Linked DNA regions of Sus scrofa: all the other regions are linked to region 1. The links are chromatin contacts, called in public HiChIP or PLAC-seq and promoter capture Hi-C maps. All regions are on one chromosome and are shown on one strand. Each heading gives the region's core, a stretch centred on a gene start, on an enhancer-like site or on the middle of the called end of the contact. The rest is flanking DNA. Distances are from core to core; before and after follow the strand shown.

Region 1 (2,605 bases), core at 73-2,572:
CAGAGGGATGGGTGGGGAGAGAGGGTACCGAGTCCCCGAAACCAAACAAAGCGCGGCCTGAGCTAGAGCCGGAGCGAGTGGGGAAGCCACGGCTTTTCCTGCCGGCCGGGGCCCCGGCCGGGCTGACACTGCGGCAACGGGGGACCCGCCTCCACTCAGCCTCCGGCTCCCACCCTCGGGCGCACAGGCCGCCCCCGCCCGCCCTGGCCTCCCTCCCCGCGGGTCCCGGCCGGTCGGGCGCCCAAGCCGGCGGGAGGCAGGGAGAGAGCGCGGCCTTACCCCGCTCGCCGGCGTTGTTCCGCTCCTGGGGCAGCGGCGGAGGCGGCGGTGGTGGCGGCGGAGGCTGCTGCTGCTGCTGCTGCGGCGGCGGCGGAGGCTGCTGCTGCGGCGGCTGCTGGGGCGGCTGCGGCGGCGGCTGCTGCGGGGGCTGCTGCTGCTGCTGCACCGGGCGCGGCCGCGACACTCGCCTGGGTCTCCGGTTGGCGGCTCGGACGGAGTTCATTTGCCGGGCTGAGGTGGCGGCTTTGGCGGAGGGACACACACACACACGCACACGCACCGCGAGCTCCGGAGTAGGAGAAGGGGGTGGGGAGAGGGGAGGAGGAAGGAAAGGGGGAGAGGGGAAGGGGAGACGGTAAGGGCGGAGGGGCGAGCGAGACCCCTAGTCAAGAGAAAGGCCCGTGGAGACAGACAGAGACCGAGCGAGGCCGGGCGGGCGGGCCTGACGCACGGGGAAGGCCGAGGCCGCCGGGCGGGGCGGCCGCGAGGGACGGAGACAGAAAGACGGGCAGAGGGAGAGAAAGAAAGAAAGGGCGTCTGCCCGCCTGGGGATCCCGAGGCGAAGCGCGGCGTCGGCGGCAGAGGAGACAGACCCCGGTCCCGCCGACTCCCGAGCGGCGTCTCCGGCGGCGGGGGGGAGTGGGCGGGCGGGCGAGGAAGGGAGAAGGAGGAGAAGAGAAGGAGAGAAGGGAGGGAGGGAGCAGGGGGCGCCCGGCTCTTTTTTTCCCTCTTCCTCCCCCCCGCACCCCCTGAAAGAGATTTCTGAGAGGAATTTTTTCTCTTTCTTCGGCCTCTTCTCTCTCCTCCCCCCCTTCTCTCCTCGGCGAAGGGGAAATGAGTATGAAGGGAGGAGATAGGGGGAAAAAGAGGCGTCGTCGTTCCTCCTCCTTAAAGGAACCTTTCCTCCTCCTCCTCTTCAGCCCCGTCGCCGTTGCTTCTGCTGCTGCTCCGTGGCAGGAGGAGCCATTGACACCGCCGGAGCCACCTCTCGCCCAGTCGGTCCCTCCCCGCCGCGGGGCTGGCCGGGGGCGCAGGGGAGGGCCGCGGGGCGGCGGGGGGAGGGGCGAATGGGCGGGGAAGAAGAGAGGAGGGGATTCCGGCCAAGCAGCCAATGGGAGGCGTTCATACAACCTTCGGCCCAATGGGGCTTCCGCTCTTATCGCCAAGTCCCTTCCTTCAACGCCCTGTTTCCTCTCTCGGGTTTCTCCCTCCCCCGCCAAGGAGGGGGAAGGAGGAAAGGGGGAGTGTGGCGGGGCGGGTGATAATGGGGAGGTATCAGGGCATATAATAGAGCGGGGGGTGGGCGAAGAGAGCGTTAGTGCGTAGCGACGATTCTAGGAGAGGAGGTGCTGGGAGGAAAGGGCGGGGGCTGCTGATGTAATGGGGAGAAGTGATTAATCCTTCGGTTCGCTGTTTCAGCCTATCCCCCCTTTCCTTCACCCGATTTTTTAAGCGGAAAAAAAAAAAAAAAGTGGAGCAAGGTAGCCAATCTTTGATAATTTAGGCTTCTTGTGGTAGGTAGGTTCAAAGTCTGAGCTGTAGGGAGCGCTAGAGATTCTGTGCCCTTTAGTCAAGCTGAGGGTATTTGAGAACCTTGGAGATCCACTTTACCGATCTTTAAGCTTGGTAACCGAAGTTTGGAGTCGGTTCCCAGTCGTAGTATAATAGGAGTCATCAAGATCTTGAAAAGGTGTGGTCAATACGTAATAGGTAAGGTATTACCAAAAAGGTAAATTTACTTTTGGGCAGTGTGGTCAATATAATATTTGGGAAAATAATATGTGAGAAGAAGAGAGAAGTAAAAGTGTTGAGGTTGTAATTGTGTGTGTATGTGTGTAGATCTCACAAACGCAAAGCAAAAGAAAAAAACCCAGGGGGAATTATCTTTTGTGTCTGTATCTGGTCCCCTCAGCATAATCTCTCCCCAAGGAAAATGCGTTTTTATTCCCTTGCTGCTGTTGTAAAGACTAAAAAGATACCCTTTCTCAATTCTCTTCTTTCTCTTTTGTTTATCATTGACTGGCTATGGTAAAACTGGCAGTTTACCTGATTCCCTTCTTTTCAGGCCTTTGGGTGATTTTTTCATTTGAGTTTGATCAGTTGCTGTCTTAGGTTTGAGATAGATGACTGTGTTACAAAGTACATAAGGGAAGTAAAGGTGACTGGGGAGAGTGGATTTGGGGAGGCAGGAGAGAGCCGGGAGAGGCAGTATCGTGTAGGATATTTGAGTCTCTGATTTTGATATGTGCCTCCAGGCATCTTTCTAGGTATCAGGGTCGCCTCACCTTTTTTTTTTTTAATTTAAAAAATTTTTGTCTTTTCTAGG
Region 2 (2,605 bases), core at 38-2,537, 470 kb after region 1:
TAAATGTTAACATCCTGAAAAAATTAAAGTTTATGCTCCTTTGTTTTCCTTTTTTCATTCCTTTCTTCTTTTTCTCATTAGGGGCAATCACAACCCAGAATTTGATGTGTATATTCCCAGTTCTTGTTTTTTATTTTTAGCACATGTTCATGTGTACATGAGCAGTACAAATGTTGCTTCATATTTTTTAAATGTATCTTATCACGCTATAGTAAATTGACATTTGTTTTTACATTTAACATAGTGTTTTTTCATCTTGATATGACATGTGCAGATATATACAGATCTAGGTTATTAGTTTCAAACAGCCGTGTGACAATTTATGGCAAACATATATTCTAAATTTATTCATTCCTCTATGTATGCTTCAATGCTGCAATAAATGCAATGCTTAGAGCAGTATCTAACATACAGTATGTCCTCAAAACATATTTAACGAATGAAATGGCATAAAATATTTTAGGCAGAATATTTTTTGCTTCAACTATCATTATTTGTCATTTAACATCCATTCTATCTCCATGCGTGGCAGGGGTCAATCTCTGAAATTTTCTAAAGCCTTTTTACCCAATCTACTGAAAAAGGCTCTGGTGCCATGCCCGTGTGGGGGCAGGGGTGGGTGGATGTAGTGTGAGTATGGAATGGATACAAAGACATCTCAAGGTCAAAATATAAGACAATGACGGTTTGGTCTGGAGTTTGGGAGGGTGGCAGCAGCGAACGCTATAAATTTGAGGGAGATCAGAGAGTTTACAAGGCAGGGCATGTCCGGTGCTACCATATTCAGATTACGAGGTAGCGGAATATAGAGGTCTTTCCGCGCGTCTTCTGAAAGATGTAATCATCAAACGCCAGACGGTTGCTATGGGAACCGGTGTGTGTGTGTGTGTGTGTGTGTGTGTGTGTGTGTGTGTGTGTGTGCGCGCGCGCGCGCGCGCGTTCGGCCAGAATTCTTGATGCACGCTTAGAATATTTCTTCTTCCGGTCGTCGGTTCTTCGCAACCACCGCCTCTCTCTTCGGTCCCCCGCCCATTCTGTGGGCTTTCATCATTCTCTTCCCATTTCGATTCTCTCCTTTCCTGTTCTAGGTGGCCATCTTGGACCATGCGTCAAGATGGCGCCCCCTGGTCCCAGAGGCAAAGCCCAGAAGCGCCAACGAGGCTGCGCGCGCACGTGCTCGGGCGCGGGAGGGTGGGACGGTGACGTCAAGACGTCGTCCCGCCCCCGGTGGTTGCTCCGCCTCCGGCTCCACTCCGCCTTCCTCTCACCGGGCGAACCCGGAAGTGGAGGAGGAGGTGCGGCGGCGGCGGTGGCAGATCGGGCAGGCGGTGGCTGAGCCGAGCCCGACAGCGTGTCTGGGGTTGGGGGCGGGGGGCGGGGCTGAGCGGCCTGGGCAGCCCGGCCTTGACGGGGCGGGGGAGGCCATGGCCTCGGCAGAGTTGCAGGGGAAGTACCAGAAGCTGGCTCAGGAGTACTCGAAGGTACCCGTCGTATGCGGGGAGTAGGGGGTCCCTGGCCCTACGGCCTCAGGTTGCCTTGGCAGCGACTTGTCAGGACAGAGGGGGACGGCGGAAGGGGCACGCGAATGCTCCCCTCCTCTTTCCTCCGCCTCCTCTGTCCTCCATTACCGTGCTTCCACCTGCAGCTCCCAGGAGATGGGGCCGGGCGGTGTCTGGGTCCGTGTGCATTTCTGCGGGAAGGCGCAGGAGTTTGATTCTTCCTTCTCACTGAACTAACGGGCTTGTACTGGGATGTCAAAATCCTGGCTTCCGTCTCTGGTGCTGGTCGGGAGGGGAAGGGAAAGGTGAGGACCACTCCTCCACTTCTGCTTCCTCAGTTTTCCCAGCCCAGTGATGGGAAAGAGCAAGCTTTTTCCCTTCCCACAGGGATGATATGAGGATAGAAATTCATCTGCCCCCGGTCAAATCAAAAATGTAAATAGAGTCATGCGCGTAAACTGATGCACCAGAGATGGGTGGTTACGAATGGATTCAGTGCTGTGGCAAGATGTTGTCTGGAAATGCTTTTGAAAGCTTTAGTGCTAGGGCTGTGTCTTTTTCTCCTTCTTTTTCACGAATCACCTGGCGTGGGACGGATTACCCAGCAGGTGCTCAATACGTGTTGAACTAAGCAAAATAGGAATCTCCCCTTTTGTCATATTTATGGCATCTGTCTTTTAAATGATGGAACCTTTTTTCTTGGAAAAGGGCGGTGCTGCTTTTCTGGATAGGGTGGTTCTGCCTCAAGCATATTCTAATGAAGTTATAAAAGCGGAATCTTACATATTTAGAAATTGATTCAGTAGTCATTGAACTTAGTTTTCAGTGATCTTGGCATTCATCGGAGCAATGGGAAGACAGCCCCCTTTTTACAATTTGGAGAAATTGAGACACGTTTTCATTTAACAAATATGCAGCAAGGTGAAATGAAATATTCTTTGAAAAATAAAACCCATGCCTAAAACATGCACACTTTAAGTCTTTCCATCATCAAATGGAAGCCTCAGATACTACACTTACTCCAACGGTGCTACCATTGGCAAAACTTCTTGCACTTCCATTTGAATGTCTTAAGAGCCTGTGGCAGGGTGTTAGTGATGGCAGGT
Region 3 (2,605 bases), core at 27-2,526, 360 kb after region 1:
TTGACCCACTGAGCAAAGCCAGGCATTGAACCTCACGGATACTATTCAGGTTCATTAATGTCTGAGCCACAGAGGGAAATCCTGTGGTCTCTTACTCTGAATGCACCTATGGATTGTCCTCCAGGACAGTGTAATAAAAAACAAATGGAAGTGGTAGATGACTTTGGACAATCATGTAGACATGGTGTTTTCATCTGTGGAATGAGAGGGTCAACCACTTCCATTTTTGTTACTGTATACTGTTAACACCTATAATTCTTTGGTGTCTGTGTCATCCTTACAGCTTAATTTGTTTCATTATCAGTAGGCATCTTGTTTCATATTCTGCTCACTTTATACTTAGAGCCTGGCACATAAACAGTTAACATTCATTGTTCTGGAAGGAAATGAACTTCTGTTAGCACCTACCTAGCATGCCTCAATCACTGTCCAGGTCTCTCTCACATACCCTTAAAAAAATTCATTCAAACACATTTGTGAGAAAAGCATCATTACTCTAGTTTTTGAAGATGTGGATATAGGAATTCAGATATTTAATTATCAGGGTCAAAATGACAATGTAAAATGGAGTCTTAGTTTTGTCCGCCTCAGTTTCTCTATCTGTAAAGTGGGAATTAGTAAGAATTAGAATAGCGTTGGTGGATTTAGCAAACAAAACAAAACTGGAAGGTATATACCAAAGGGAACATTCTTATGCTAAAAAGCTATTCCACATTTGCCTGAAATTCAGATTTAACGGGGGTCGCCTGTGTTTTATGTGGCAATGTGTCTCAGCATTATGATTATGACAATGCACGTAAAGAACTTAGCCCTGTACCTAGCACTCTGTGAGAGGTCAGTAAATGCTATGCTTATTAAATTTTGAATCTTATACCAAAATCTTTTTTTTTTTTTTTTTGTCTCACACACGTTAACTTTAATCGCCACATAAAATTTCAGTCAAGCGCGGGTGATACGACTTTAAGTGTCTATTAATGCTTTACCGTTCGTAAAGCGCTTTCAAAGCCTGGTCAATGGCGGAAAGCTCTTGAAGAAACCCACTGAAGCTCGCGCTGTTGCGGTCGTCGCTACAGTCCCACCGCAGCCTCCGCGGGTCGCCCCAGCCAGACCGCCACGCTCGTCCCGCCTCATCTCGCCCCGCCCCCACACCACCTCGGCCACTCAGCAGTCGCGCCGCGCACTGCTGCACTCCTATAGGTCCTTCCGGGACGGGCGAGGCCTTTCCATTTTCCCGCCTTCCCCAGCCCTTCCTCAGCCCGAAACCCGACTGGCCCACAACGTCTCCGCCCTGCCTTCCGTGCGAGCCCCGCCCTTCCGGACACCGCATCTACCCCCTTTTCCTCTCCCACCCGCAGTTCTGGGCAGCCAGCCGGTCCCGGACCGGCCCTTCGGTAGGAAGTGGGAGGGGACAGGGAGAGACTGGTGGAACCCCCTCCCTAGGGGTCGCTGGAGGCGGGGACCAGAGGGAGGGGCGGGGCTAATCTCCTTGGCGCCGCGTTGCCATAGCAGCGGGGGAGGGTAGAGGGAGGGGGAGGAAGCGAGCGGGAGGGGGGATGTGGTACTGCCGCTGCTGCCACCGCAGCTGCTGCTGCCTTCTCGCCGCGTCTTCCCGGAGGCGGCTGCTGGAAGCCGCCGGGAGCAGCTGCGGTTCTCTGCCATATTGTGTCTTCCCCTGCCTGTCCCTCGCCTCTCCGCTGCCGCGGCCGAGCTGATGGTGAGTCCCAGGCGGAGCGTAGCCCTCCCCAGCCGGCGCCGCCCGGCGTTCGCGCTCCCCGCGCGGACTCGCGGAGCCGCTCCCGGGCGTGGAGGCAGCGCGTGCGGCAGGCGCCGGGTGTGGGGCGCGGAGGCGGCTGTCCCGTGACGCGTCCGGACATTTTTGTCCGGGGAGGAATTGGCGCCGGCGCAGAGTTCTCTCTTGCGTGCGGCTTGGGTTGTGTGGGCTCCCGGGGGGTGGTGAACTGAGGGGGTGCGGCTCCGTGAGGAGTTAGTTTTTCCTGAGTGGTAATGATCGCCCGGGAGGGGTGCCGGCTGTTCGGAAAGGCTCGGAGTTGGCTCTGAGGAAGCTTAAGGCTCGACTCAGGGCCAGTTATTAGAGGAAGCGCCCCAAACCCGCCGAGAGTCTTTGCAACACCCCCTCCCCCGGCTTGAAGTGCAGCGAGACGTGCCAGGCGTGGGGTCCTGTCCGGGACCGGGCAGACTGGCTGGGCCCGGCCAAATAGTGGCCGGGGAGGCGCCGGGCGCGGCCGGGAATGAACTTCGAGCAGTGGGGCGACCGGGCGTTGGAGTGGGCAGGGGCGGGTCCCGGATGTGGGGGTGGCCGAGCTCGGCACCCTCTGGCCACTCCTTCAGCAGGCGCCCCCGGGGCCTCTGAGGGGGGCCGTTTTGGTAGGGTGGGAGTTAGTGTTTTTGCGCAGCAATATGGACACTTCCTGTTCGCGGCTTCTCTTGGCCCGGTGGTTATCTCTGCCCTTAAGTCCTCTTTCCTGGGAAGGTGAGAGGTCGTGAGGGCGTGTGTGAGATAGTTCAGCTTTTTGAGTTCTCCCCACCGCAGCATCCGCGAGTCTGGAACCCGGGAGGACGGTGGGAGTCAGGGGACCGCGGCCCA

The links. Promoter capture Hi-C pulls out the DNA fragments that hold promoters and counts their contacts. HiChIP or PLAC-seq counts read pairs in DNA pulled down with a chosen protein or histone mark.
Region 2: a promoter capture Hi-C map of fetal liver shows a contact between it and region 1, with 8 times the contacts expected there. The contact joins the promoter of PPP1R21 here to the promoter of FBXO11 in region 1. A contact is called at or near these places in 2 of 5 promoter capture datasets (fetal liver and liver), 18 of 47 Hi-C or Micro-C datasets (alveolar macrophages, blood, embryonic fibroblasts and 11 more) and 2 of 2 datasets of contacts at active chromatin or transcription factors (alveolar macrophages and skeletal muscle).
Region 3: a contact with region 1 is called in an H3K27ac HiChIP or PLAC-seq map of alveolar macrophages. The contact joins the promoter of FOXN2 here to the promoter of FBXO11 in region 1. A contact is called at or near these places in 1 of 5 promoter capture datasets (liver), 5 of 47 Hi-C or Micro-C datasets (alveolar macrophages, fibroblasts, heart right ventricle and 2 more) and 2 of 2 datasets of contacts at active chromatin or transcription factors (alveolar macrophages and skeletal muscle).

The regions. Positions count from the first base shown.
Region 1 is chr3:92,695,119-92,697,723 of Sscrofa11.1, reverse strand. It overlaps FBXO11 (F-box only protein 11), which reads right to left and starts at 1,322. Exons shown (of 23, transcript XM_003354838.5): 1 at 280-1,322. The coding sequence starts at 502.
Region 2 is chr3:92,226,401-92,229,005 of Sscrofa11.1, reverse strand. It overlaps PPP1R21 (protein phosphatase 1 regulatory subunit 21), which reads left to right and starts at 1,287. Exons shown (of 22, transcript XM_003125155.6): 1 at 1,287-1,481. The coding sequence starts at 1,425.
Region 3 is chr3:92,335,788-92,338,392 of Sscrofa11.1, reverse strand. FOXN2 (forkhead box protein N2) reads left to right here and starts at 1,276. Exons shown (of 6, transcript XM_013987898.2): 1 at 1,276-1,391.